Linked DNA regions of Xenopus tropicalis: region 2 is linked to region 1. A link is a contact called in public Hi-C data. All regions are on one chromosome and are shown on one strand. Each heading gives the region's core, a stretch centred on a gene start, on an enhancer-like site or on the middle of the called end of the contact. The rest is flanking DNA. Distances are from core to core; before and after follow the strand shown. Region 1 overlaps jmjd1c (probable JmjC domain-containing histone demethylation protein 2C). Region 2 holds the start of jmjd1c (probable JmjC domain-containing histone demethylation protein 2C).

Region 1 (6,773 bases), core at 2,841-5,340:
TAAAAATAGCATTCACGCTAAAGGGAATGCGACACTAAAGTGTCTGTGTTTTTATTGCATTGTTTTGTTGAAATCAGAATGGTTTTTGTCATTTGTGAGCCAGACGAGAACGTGGGCAGCGATGGCGTAATGTGTGATGTTTTTTTGTAATTTCCATATGGACCAATCATATTCTAACTTTGGCATTGTTGACAGCTAGTTGGCTGTCTGTGGGAGACCAAAGTGGACAGCATTCAGCCACTAGCTGTCTAAGACTGCTTATACACAAGTGGGCAGTCTAGATAGGCCTGTTGGTGTTTTTAGCCGCCATCTTTCTGTTCTTCCATGGTCCCGAAGCATCAAATCCTCTTTGTACCCATTCCCAGTGCTGCGTTTGCTCAACATTTAGGACCCAGAACACTCTTCAAGTGTGTGTCTGTGTAACACTACAGTGATAAGTGGGCTTTAGTGCCTGCGTTTCATTCTGCTGCAGATCCTCACAGCTGAGATTTGCAAACACTGTATATTTAGAAAAGCTATTTTGAGTGCCAGAGCCCAGAGGGACATTTGGCCTGTCTCTTACACTCTCGCTAATGCGTTCAGTCTCCTTGCTAGACAAATGATACTGAAGGAAACCTCGTTCTAATGCTATACATTCAACTTTGCCATTCCCTGTTTTATATAAGCTGTATCTCACAAATAAAAACCAATTTACCCGCAAATATGTGTTCTAGATCCCTCGTATTAATGTCTGCATGTTTCTTCTGTCTTTATCAGGTGTATGTGGAATTTGATGACCTGGAATGGGATAAACGAGAGTGGGTGAAAGTGTATGAAGATTTTACAGCCTTTTTTGTGGAGTACCAGCTGGTCTGGGCTAAGCGAAAAGACCCCAGCCAGTCTCAGGGATCAAAGGTCAAGCACATCCAGTGGCCTGCATTGGTAAGGAGTTTAAAGCTTTTTATATATATTTTTTTATATAGAACCTTTTCTGCTGTGACCTCTGCAACAACATGAATGTTAAAGAAGAGTGCTGCTCGTGAAAGCTCGCATTAAACAGAACAGAGATGTGCGGAAATGGTGCAGTCTGGAGAGCGATGATCATGTAAGGCTACAGTCTAGAGGGCAATGGTCATCAAAGGCTACAGTGTTGAGAGCAATGGCCATCAAAGGCTACAGTCTAGAGAGCAATGGCCATCAAAGGCTACAGTCTAGAGAGCAATGGCCATCAAAGGCTACAGTCTAGAGAGCAATGGTCATAAAAGGGAACAGTCTAGAGAGAATTGCTTATTAAAGGCTACAGTCTAGAGGGTAGTGCTCAGGGAACCCTACAGTCTAGAGAACAATACTATTCAGAGGCTCTCTAGACTGTAGCCTTCCATGATCATAGCTCTCTAGATTGCACCTAAGCATCCTTGTTCTGTTTAATGCAAGCTTTAATGAGGCTACAGTCTAAAGAGAAATACTCATGAAAGGCTACAGTCTAGAGAGCAATGGTCATGAAAGGTACAGTCCTTATTTAGGGGTGTAATCTAGAGTGCAAGAGAACAAGTATTTAAAAAAATGTTCTTTAGCCCAAATGCCAAGATTCTTGATAGCTGATCCACATTTGTCTGTACCTACTTAGCAATGCTGTGATATGTGGTCATTTTATATACTTTTCTGATTATTTTTGTATTAAGTGTTTGAATTCAGTTTTTTATTGTGCATTTGCATCCACCTTACTGTATTTATTTATTCCTTGTATTAAACCTGACTGAGAGACAGTTGTCAATTTCACATATTTAGCCCTTCGCTATATAGCGGGAATTACTCTGCTGTGTTCCCTGAACCTATTTTGCTTTGTTTATTTGGGTTTGCTACTTGTGTGCGGCACCGGCACTTTAATTGTTGTCAGGGACGACCGCATCTCCGGTGGCCATTTCTCTGAGCCTCCTGAAGCAAAACCTTACTTGATAGGCCACCCCTCTTTGTGCAATCTGATTGGCTATTGTTTTTCCTTTGCTGAGGGTGGTGGGAATGCTGAACCTACTCCCTTTTGGCAGACAGAAATCACAGCTGTATTGTGCATTCTCTAGCACTGAGATCCACTTACCCCTTTCCGATGTGTCACGGCAAATCTACCACCGGCACATTTACTGCCAAACAATAAGCCCAAAGGAACATGTTTTCCTTTTAGATCTCATCTATTCCGGTAATGAACAGTCTAGAAGTGGCCTTTCCCATCACTAATTGGGCGCAGGAAGAACGAAAAGCAATACTCTAATAAAGCTGCCAGTTATTTAACTCTGTGGGCGCTGGCAGAACATTCTGTATGCCGACGGGCAGTAGTGGTGTGTCATTTCTAGGAATAGGCTCTACGCTGGTCAGGAAGATACATGATCTCTGCCACATAGCACAGGGCAGCAGTTTTTTATTGGGTCCCTAATTATATCCTTCATCAAATGGTGTCCTTTTATGCATGCATAATATAAGGGGTCCAATTATGAAATAAGTATAGATTATGTTACATTTATGCTAAAGAGATATGAAATGTTCCCTAGACCCCAAGTATTCAGTACTTTGGTTACTGATTACAGATAATAACAGGGTAATGCTCCTGCGGAGTTGTACAGTTATTGAGAATATGTTGATTGAGTTCAGATTCAGTTGGCCCGCTGATTTGGCCCATCTTTGGGCAGTTCTATAGTAGGAATACCGTGCCACTTTATTAAAGGAATGGGCTGTCTGTGGTCTACTATTTAGTTACAGTACCAAAACTTCAATAGTAGTCAGTAGTATGTAGAGGGCTTCAACTCTCTGCACTGTGCAGTAACCAGATCCTTAATGATCACTGGACATTAGCCATTGGTTCCAGTACCCTACACAAAAGGCTTCATGACATTCTATCATTGTATGTCACTGTCTGTACCCTAAATGATCACTGGACATTTGCCATTGGTTCCAGTACCCTACACAAAAGGCTTAATGACATTCGGTCATTGTATGTCACTGTCCGTACCCTAAATGATCACTGCACATTAGCCATTGGTTCCAGTACCCTACACAAAAGGCTTAATGACATTCGGTCATTGTATGTCACTGTCCGTACCCTAAATGATCACTGCACATTAGCCATTGGTTCCAGTACCCTACACAAAAGGCTAAATGACATTCTATCATTGTATGTCACTGTCTGTACCCTAAATGATCACTGCACATTAGCCATAGGTTCCAGTACCCTACACAAAAGCTTTGATGACATTCTATCATTGTGTGAGACTGTTCAAACCTTAAATGATCAATGCGTTTTTCCCTTTTTTTCCAGTATCCTAGACAAAGGCTTTGTTGATGTAACGTTGCATGTCCCCATCCAAACCCTAAATGATCACTGCACATTTTCTGTTTGCCTCCTCTAACGCACAACGAACTCTGAAACATTGCTCTCATTATTATAGCTTTACCTATCCCTATTCAAAGTGATCACTGCACATTTTGTTTTCATGCTTCCAACACAAAAGCATTGAGCTCCTAGCTCTGAGTGTCCCTATCCAAAGCACCCTAAGTCAGGCCTGTCCAACGCGAGGCCTACAGAAGGGACGCCGTGGGTGGACCCCAGCATGCCTGCGATACATCTTTCTGTGCCATTATTACTTTATAATTATCCAACGGCTGAACATGTAGAATAACAGATGTCTGACCTGGAATAACTTGGTCGCACAGCTTTCAGTGATGGCTGCAGATTTCCTGTTTGCCTCTGTCAGACATAACTCACAAGCGATGTTGTCCTTATCCTATCAGCACATGTCCCTACCCAAGGTGATCCCCGCACATTTCCTTCAGTCTCATGTATCCCACACAAAAGCTTTGTTGACATCATAGCTTAGCCTGTCACTTTCCAGACCTGAAGTGATGGCTGCACGCTTCCTGTTTGCTTCCCGCACAAGCAGCTCACAAGCAGTGTTGCCATTCCCCTATCTGCACAAGTCCCTATGCAAAGTGATCGCTGCACATTTCCTTCTCGTGTATCACACACACAAAAGCTTTTGTTGACACCACAGCACCGCCTGTCACTTTCCCAAACCCAAATGATGGCTGCACACTTCCTGTTTGCCTTTCTCTCCCTTATCCTCCATAAAAGCTATTTAGCCAGTACAGACAGCATGGAGCAGCCTCGCATACTCCCTGCATTCTGTTTACATAAAGGTGGGGGGTGGGGGTAGGTGATTATAATTAGAACTGGGCAGATAAGAAGGGAGAGTGTTAAATGAAGTTTAAGGGGAGGAGCAGTCTCATCTTTCATTCCCTGCACTGTATTTTTAACCTCCCACTCCTGTGCATCCCCTTCGTCATAATATTATTTCACCCTTCTCACTCCCCGCAGCCAAAAACATCTGCTTGTCTTACAATTTTCTACTTTGCTGAAGTTCAAAATCTAATTATCTTTAATTGTCAGTAATGTCTGTCATTATTGTTGTGCCACGTGCCGAGGGCCCCCTCTTTCAACATACGAACTGCAATGGACTAGTTAAAACTGACTGCTGATTGGGTGCTATGGTTACTAGACTGGCAGTTCTAGCTTTAATTTCTTGTCATGGGGGGGAATTTAATCAAGTAAAGACATACAAGTACCAGTAATATCATACAAATAAACTGGAGAGCATACCTGGTTGGCCTGTGTGTGGCTGCTTTAGGGCTCTGGCACACGGGGAGATTAGTCGCCCGCAACCAATCTCCCCGAGTTGCCATCAGTTGCCATCCCACCGGCGAAAATGTAAGTCGACGGTGGGATGGCACACGCGACAGCGCGATTTAGGCAAATCGCCGAAAATGCCTCATGAGGCAACTTCGCCGATTTGCCGAAATCGCTTGCGCAGTGTGTGCCATCCCACCGGCGACTTACATTTTCGCCGGTGGGATGGCATTTGGGGGAGATTAGTCGCCCGAGACACAGGAGATTTGCCGCGGGCAACTAATCTCTCCGTGTGCCAGAGCCCTTAGGTTGAAGACACACGGAGCTATTTAGTAGCAGCTATTTGTCACGGCTACTAAACGTCAGAAAATACCCTGCCATAGAGAATACTGAGAATTGCCTCTGCTAAAACACACGTAGAGACAATTATCAGTAAATGATCAGCATTGTCTATTTTAGTAGCCACGACATGTAGCTGCTATTAGTAGCTCCATGTGTCTTCGGACTGGGCGGCTGGGGCACCGGGAAAAAACTTAAAGGTACAGACAGTGCTGTATTTAGGTCCAGCCAAGGACCTCAGCTAGGGAGATTCTCACCCCCCTAAGGCTGCCCCGCAAGGTACAGGCCCTCAAGTGCCTATAATGTAAATATTGCCCTACTGGCACTGCCTAATTTGGAAAACTGAGCAGGCAGTTTTGACTCGGAAAGCCCTTTGAAAACTGGGCTGTCCGGTTCAAAACCAGACAGGTGGCAACCCTACTGAGAATCTGCCCCTACGCTGGCATTGGCCTTCTTCCTTGCCTGCCCCCGGAACAATTGCATGGGCCCGCGTTTATCTGCAGACTGAGAATCCACCATGTGCGCCCTGGGCCTACATGATAAATACGGCCCAGGGTCTAGGGACATAGTAATACTAAATAATGGAATTTCTAAGACATAAAGCTGTTAAAGGCCTATAAACAAAGTAAACATGTAGCCACCTCCTAATCTGTCCCTATAGATGCAATCTGGGTTTCCAGCATTACTCTGGGAAATGGCGTTTGTGTTCTTCCCCCGTGTGTATATTAGATATCGCTAATGCTAGGTTATGTTGGGATGGATAATATGCGCCTGTCTGCTAACGCGCAATGAAACTATGAATTTGATGAATGCAGATGGCCTTCTAGAGCGAGGTTGAGGTTAGCCCCGCTAACTTGTCTCTCTGACTCGCATTCATTTGCTAGCTGCTCAGTATTCGCCAGCCAGCGCCGCTCGCAATATAAAAATTCCCCGAGGACCGAGTTTAATGGCTCTTTCATAAAATATCGGCTAAGAACAGGCTGTACATTTTCACCCCCACAAGAGGCTGGAATAATGGAAAAGAGCAAGATGCGGTGCGACTTGACAAGGAAGGCAAAGACCGAATGGAAATGAGCAACGGGGACAAAATACTAATTGCCGCTTTCTTATTGAGCCCCACAGTACATTTGTTCATTAGGAAACTGCCGCTTGGCAGCTCAATTACTGAGATCCCTGTTTGGATCATGTGGATACGGTTACAGGGATAAGGACGCGGCAGATGTGAATCTCTCAGGCGCACGTTTCCCCGCCGGAGCGCGATACAATATATGCATTTTAAGCGGGTGATTTCCAAAAACACAGCCATGTTCTTTCATACTGCAGTTCCATTGTGTTGTGATGCTTCATGACATTCATATGAATGTCCAGTAAGGTTCCCATAAGCCCTGTATCTATTCAGATCTTTGTCCGCCATCTTGGCCCTGCCCCTTGGTACTATAACTTATTTACGTTTCCCCTAAGAAAATGGAAGAACAGAAGTGTTCCATGTATGTGGAGGTGTTAATGGTGCTAATAGCTATGTCCCCAAGCCTCCTAATATAGCTTAGCCCTCACTCACTTTCCAATACCCCCTCTTATTATTAGGCTTTACTCTCAGTACAAAAAATACTGTTGTCAGTTACATTTCATCAGTATGTCCAGGTCTGTTTAATGCTGGCTTATGGGTCACCAGTAGGACTCCTATAGTCCTGAACTCGTCTCTCAAACACACTATTCAGATTTAAGCTGTTGATTTGGGTCCTTTAGACCAATTCAGCAGCTTATCTGTACTGGGATCCCTGAC
Region 2 (6,773 bases), core at 1,442-3,941, 83 kb before region 1:
GATATGAGTTTGAATTGCAAGTCTGAGGGGACATTCTTTAAAAACACGCACAAAAAAAGTGCAGATTGTCTTGCAATTCTGTTGTCAGAACTTTCTAAATGTTAATTTTAAGGAAAACTACCACTTTAACACATCATGCTGGGGGTAATTTGACCATAGATGAAGCACCCCTAGAAATGAGCAGCAATGGAGCATTAAGGGGCAATAATGGAATATGAGACCTTAGGTCTGTCCCTCCAAAGTTAGAAGGGAGCCAAGGTGTAAGAGGAGCACATATTGTGTTCATCCAGCAGGTGGCGCAGTATTGCTGTTCCATTTACTGCACTCAGTCAGCCAGTTATGTTGAAGCTTTGTACATAGGGCAGGAATGTTTAATGTTTTGGTGCTGGGGGTGCTGGGAGTCTTTACTTGGTAATTGCTTTACACGTTCAGATTTTAGTTGTCTTACGACGAACGCTTGGATACCAATCTTACGTTTTAATGCAAAGATCTAAAACTAATATTTTGACTAAAAGTGAAGGATTAAAGTCCTAAAAAGAATAAATCTGACAATGTTTTGGTCATTAATCACTGCCAGAAAACAACTATACGAAAGTTATGTCCCTGAAATACATTGTATATCACCCATGTATAGGCAATACCTGTACAGATATTATTGTTATCTGAACGAATATTCCTAACCTGTCCGATGAGCCCACACATGGTCCCAAAATTGCACAAACATTATACTGGTGCATGTATGGCCAGCTTAAGGTACAGAGTGAACAACCCTGACTGGAAACTCATGTCCTTATATATTATAATTGATAGAATGTTATTTTCATGGATGTGGTTATTGGTTATGGAGGGCGCCGGGAGTTGTATGTCAATTCTGAAAAAGTAATAATTATTATTTGTGCTATAAGAAGAAGAAAAAAAATTACAAATGTGGCACATCAGTCATTTTTCAACCTTATCTGCTATGTCAATATTATTATACTGTTATTATTCATTTATTTGTATCTTGCAATAATTTATTACCAGTAATAAACAGTAAGTGTGACTTACTGTTACAGTTGCTGTTATGGTTATTGGTTATGGAGTCCTGGAGAAGCAGTAGGACCATCTGACAGATACTTTGGGTGTCAGAAGGCGCCGGGAGTTGTATGTCAATTCTGCAAAAGTAATTATTATTATTTGTGCTATAAGAAGTAGAAAAAAATAAGACATTTTTCAGTCATTTTTCAACCTTATCTGCTATGTCAATATTATTATACTGTTATTATTCATTTATTTGTATCTTACAACAATTTACTACCAGTAATAAACAGGAAGTATGACTTACTGTTACAGTTGCTGTTATAGTTATTGGTTATGGAGTCCTGGAGAAGCAGTAGGACCATCTGACAGAGATGCTTTGGGTGTCAGATGGTGCTGGGAGTTGCATGTCAATTCTGATAAAGTCATTATTATTATTTGTGCTATAAGAAGAAGAAAAAAAAAGAAAATTTTCAGTCATTTTTCAACCTTATCTGCTATGTCAATATTATTATACTGTTATTATTCATTTATTTGTATCTTACAATTGGTTTTGGAGTCCTGGAAAAGCAGTAGGACCATCTGATAGATACTGTGGGTGTCAGAGGGCGCCGGGAGTTGTATGTCAATTCTGAAAAAGTCATTATTATTATTTATGCTATAAGAAGAAGAAAAAAATAAGAAATGTTTCAGTCATTTTTCAACCTTATCTGCTATGTCAATATTATTATACTGTTATTATTCATGTATTTGTATCTTGCAATAATTTACTACCAGTAATAAACAGTAAGTTGCTGTTATAGTTATTGGTTATGGAGTCCTGGAAAAGCAGTAGGACCATCTGATAGATACTGTGGGTGTCAGAAGGTGCCGGGAGTTGTATGTCATTTTTGAAAAAGTCATTATTATTATTTGTGCTATAAGAAGAAGAAAAAAATAAGAAATTTTTCAGTCATTTTTCAGCCTTATCTGTTATGTCAATATTATTATACTGTTATTTTTCATTTATTTGTATCTTACAATTGGTTATGGAGTCCTGGAGAAGCAGTAGGACCATCTGATAGATACTGTGGGTGTCAGAGGGTGCCGGGAGTTGTATGTCATTTTTGAAAAAGTCATTATTATTATTTGTGCTATAAGAAGAAGAAAACAATAAGACATTTGGCAAGTCAGTCATTTTTCAACCTTATCTGCTATGTCAATATTATTATACTGTTATTATTCATTTATTTGTATCTTGCAATAATTTACTACCAGTAATAAACAGTAAGTTGCTGTTATAGTTATTGGTTATGGAGTCCTGGAAAAGCAGTAGGACCATCTGATAGATACTGTAGGTGTCAGAGGGCGCCGGGAGTTGTATGTCATTTTTGAAAAAGTCATTATTATTATTTGTGCTATAAGAAGAAGAAAACAATAAGACATTTGGCAAGTCAGTCATTTTTCAACCTTATCTGCTATGTCAATATTATTATACTGTTATTTTTCATTTATTTGTATCTTGCAATAATTTACTACCAGTAATATACAGTAAGTATGACTTACTGTTACAGTTGCTGTTACTTATGTGAATAGTGAGTAGCTATTTAGTGGTTGTACCTCTCAGATTTCCTCAGGTTCAGGGGTACTTTTTTGAGCCCAGTCTGGCGGAAGGACACCGTCTGCTGCCGCCACTAGTCGTCCTCGTAGCATCTGACAGGGGGCGGCGGAGCGGTTCACGCTGCTCTGTGTCAGCTCTGAGTGCCTGAGGCTGCTAGGGGGACGCGGCGGCTGGAGGAGCCGGCACACACTTCTCTGGAAGGAGCCGGGGACTCTCAGCATGTGCCGCCGCCGCCGCTCATAACGGAGAGAGAGGGCTCTGACCGGGGCTGTGTGTTATTGTCATGGCGCTGGGAGTGCGGCCGGAGCTCGTAGGGAAACGCTTCGTCTGCTTGGTCCTTGGAGGAGGAGAGGAGCCGCCGGAGATCGGGGAGATCGGGCAGATTGGTCGCTGGGGCTGGAGAGCCGGGGTTATACGAGCGGTGTCTCACAGGGACAGCGACAACCCAGAACTGGCGGTAAGATGTGCGGGCAGACCGGGCGCTGCTGGGGGACGTGGCTGTGCGTCAGGTAGATTGTCAGCTCTGCGGGGCAAGGACTGGCAGAGACGGAGGGATCCCCTATGCAGGGCTGTATAATAGCATGGGTACGGCTCCCTGGCTCATTGGGCAGCCTCTCGGCGTTACAGCACAACTTCCAGCTGGGGGTTGGAGGGGAGCAGGGAGTTGTAGGTACCCAATAGCCGGGGCTTGCAGGTAGGTGTGTGGGTGTGATTGTTACACTGAGCAGGGTGCCTGGCTCCACTGGAATAGCTTGTCTGTGCCTGGCTCTGCAGGGACCCACTGGGGCTACCAGCTCGTACTACAACTCCCAGAATCCTCTAACAGCCAAGGAGATACCCAGGCAAATATCAGTAAACCCCCTGTAGGGGACTAACCTGCCCCTTACCTTTAGTCACTGAATAGGGATAGTAATACCCCCCTGTCACAGAGAGGGCTATTGATTATTAATCCCTGTTGTGCTGAGTGGATCAACTGCCCCCCCCCCCTTTTCCCTGTGTTGCCAAGAGGGGCTAGTGATCACCTCTCCATGAATAGGGCTAGTGATCCCCTATACTGAGGGCAATATTGATCACTTGTCTCTGTGCCAGTGGTTTAGGGATAGTTGCCTCTCATTGGGGCTAGTGATTGCAACCTTGGGGCTAGTGGGGCTACTCATCACTTCTCCCTGTGTCACTGAGAGGGGCTAGTGACATCTCCCCCGGGTCACGGTAGGGTTAGTGATCTGCTGTTGTCACTGAGTGGGGCTTGTTGTCACTTTCCATTGGGCTGATGATCACTGTTTTTCCTGACACAATGGGGCTAGTGATCAGCTCTCCCCTTGCCAATGAGTGGGGCTAGTGATTGTCTTGCCCTGAGTGGCCACAGAATCATAATAATTATCACCTGTCCCTGTGCCAATGGTTGGGACTAGGGGGTCACCCCCTCCCCCCATACCGCTACTGGTGACCTCTGCCCGTGTCAGTGAGTGACACTAGTAATCACCACTGCCTGTGCCTCTGAGTGGGGCTATTAATAACCCCTCCTTGTGTCAGTGCCTGGGGCTAGTGACTCCCTACTGTGCCACAAAAGGCTAGTGACTACCTTTTTTATGTTATTGAGAGGACACGTGCAATTTATCACCTCTCTGCTGACTGGGGCTAGTGCTGTTTACCACCTCTCTCTCTCTGTGGCACTGGGCTAGGGTTATTTGCCACCTTATGTTTTTAAGTGGGACTTGTGCCATTTACCATGTCTCCATATGTTACTGAGTAGGGCTAGTGCTACATTCCTGTGGCACTGTAGGGCTAATCTTATTTGCCACCTCTCTATATTATTAAATGGAACTACTAGTGCTATTTTCCATACCTCCCAATGTTATCAATTCCTTTGTCACTATTTAGCACCTCTCTCTCTGTGGCACAGTGATGGGCTAGTCCTATCTACCTGTGGCACGGTGATGGGCTAGTCCTGTAAGATAGCGTTATTTGCAACATCTCCCTATGTTGCTTAGTGGAATGTGCCATACTCCCTATGTTTTTAATTGGGACCTGTGCTAATTTTCTCTTCCTTCTAAAGTCATTATGGGGGGTTAGTTCTAGTTATCACCCCCCCCCCCGGGGTCATTAGTAAGCAACATCAGTAGTACCCTCCATTCACCAAAGTTATTTGCAACCTCTGCCTTTGTCATTGTGTGGGGTAAATTCTAGGGATCAGCTCTCCCATTGTTGTTGGAAAGGATTAACCCCATTCACCGCCATTCCCTGTGCCCCCAGATCTACTGACCCTTCCTGCTAGTGCCAATGCACATATATGCTTTGTGATAGCATTTTTAGATTCAGTGAGAGTGATTTTGGTGTTGGGACCCTGCTCTACCCGTTAGTGTGCTTGCACGAAGGGCATGTGATATTTATTTTGTGGAGAGGAGGCGGTGAGTCCCGTTTGCCACTTGCCTGCGCTTTGTTAGATTCTTCCTGTCTGATCTCCCCCCATATTTCATGACATTTATTCCCAGTTCTTGCTGTATATCAGTGGTTAGAATATTGAAACAGAATAAAGGGGACCACATTGGTAACATGTGGAATGGTCTGTTGTAGAGGTAAATAGGGCAAAGTACTTGTAGACAACTGATCCGGTATCTGCACATGTAAAAGTGTATGAGTGGTTGGTAGGGACAAGGTAACTGTTGGTACATAGATGTTTATGGGTGTTTTGTATGGTATGTGAAACAGGACACCTTGGGGGGGGGGGGGGGTCATGGGATCCTAAGGTTTGTTTTGGCTTCCATGCAACAAAATATTCTGGGGCCTGCTGTGCATGCAGTAGGACAGCTGTCCTGTACATAGCAGCACACAGTAGGGAAGCTGAAAGTGGGGCACATATTAGTGTGCAGTAGGGCAGTCGACAGTTGCGTATACAGTAGAATGCAATAGGGCAGCTGTCAGTAGGGCTTACAGCAGCATGCAATTGGACAGCTGTCAGTGGGGTACCTAGCAGCAGACAGTAGGGTATATAGTAGCATGCTGCAGGGCATCTGTCAGTGGGGTACCTAGCAGAAGGTAGGAGGGCATTTGCCATTAGGGTACATAGTAGCATGTAGAAGGGCAGCTAATAGTGGGGTTCATAGCAGCAGGCAGTAGGACAGCTGACAGTGGGGTACATTGTAGCAAGCAGTAGGGCAGCTGACAGTGGGGTACACAGTAGCAGGCAGTAGGGCACCTGACAGTGGGGTACACAGTAGCAGGCCGTAGGGCAGCTGACAGTGGGGTACACAGTAGCAGGCAGTAAGGCAGCTGACAGTGGGGTACACAGTAGCAGGCAGTAGGGCAGCTGACAGTGGGGTACATTGTAGCAAGCAGTAGGACAGCTGACAGTGGGGTACATTGTAGCAGGCAGTAGGGCACCTGACAGTGGGGTACACAGTAGCAGGCAGTAGGGCACCTGACAGTGGGGTACACAGTAGCAGGCCGTAGGGCAGCTGACAGTGGGGTACACCGTAGCAGGCAGTAGGGCAGCTGACAGTGGGGTACACAGTAGCAGGCAGTAGGGCAGCTGACAGTGGGGTACACAGTAGCAGGCAGTAGGGCAGCTGACAGTGGGGTACACAGTAGCAGGCAGTAGGGCAGCTGACAGTGGGGTACACAGTAGCAGGCAGTAGGGCAGCTGACAGTGGGGTACATTGTAGCAAGCAGTAGGGCAGCTGACAGTGGGGTACACAGTAGCAGGCAGTAGGGCACCTGACAGTGGGGTACACAGTAGCAGGCAGTAGGGCAGCTGACAGTGGGGTTCATATAAGCAGGCAGTAGGGGAACTGACAGTGGGGTACATAGTAGGGGAGCTGACAATGGGGTACATAGTAGGGGAGATGACAGTAGGGTACATAGTAGGGGAGCTGACAGTGGGGTACATAGTAGGGCAGCTGACAGTGGGGTACATAGTAGGGGAGCTGACAGTGGGGTACATTAGCAGGCAGTTGGTCAGCTGACAGCTATTCAGGAGAGTTGACAGTGAGACACACAGTACTGTATGTGCAGCGAGACATCTGTAGTGCTACATTGATAAATTCAGACACAGATATTGCTTCTTGCTTTGGCTTCTGGGCTGCACAATATTTTGGGGATCACTGTAGATGAAGAAGAAAGTGTTGGTGTTGGGGATATATAATAACATCCTGAATGG

Evidence for each region. Hi-C and Micro-C count contacts between places; a contact is called where the count stands out from the background.
Region 2: a contact with region 1 is called in a Hi-C map of neurula embryo, with 2.2 times the contacts expected there. The contact joins the promoter of jmjd1c here to the enhancer-like site in region 1. A contact is called at or near these places in 2 of 5 Hi-C or Micro-C datasets (brain and neurula embryo).

What each region holds. Positions count from the first base shown.
Region 1 is chr7:18,149,863-18,156,635 of UCB_Xtro_10.0, reverse strand. It overlaps jmjd1c (probable JmjC domain-containing histone demethylation protein 2C), which reads left to right. Exons shown (of 26, transcript XM_031905352.1): 2 at 757-921. Among named protein-coding and RNA genes, the nearest start is that of jmjd1c, 82 kb to the left of the region's middle. Within about 2 kb of position 4,090, at least 6 of the 11 cell types and tissues checked have an H3K27ac peak or open chromatin away from gene starts, as enhancers often do. A contact at or near this core is called in neurula embryo, where this site is marked.
Region 2 is chr7:18,231,360-18,238,132 of UCB_Xtro_10.0, reverse strand. jmjd1c (probable JmjC domain-containing histone demethylation protein 2C) reads left to right here and starts at 2,691. Exons shown (of 26, transcript XM_031905352.1): 1 at 2,691-3,074. The coding sequence starts at 2,901. LOC108648145 (a long non-coding RNA gene) reads right to left here and starts at 1,454. Exons shown (of 3, transcript XR_004223632.1): 1 at 1,325-1,454; 2 at 1,048-1,154.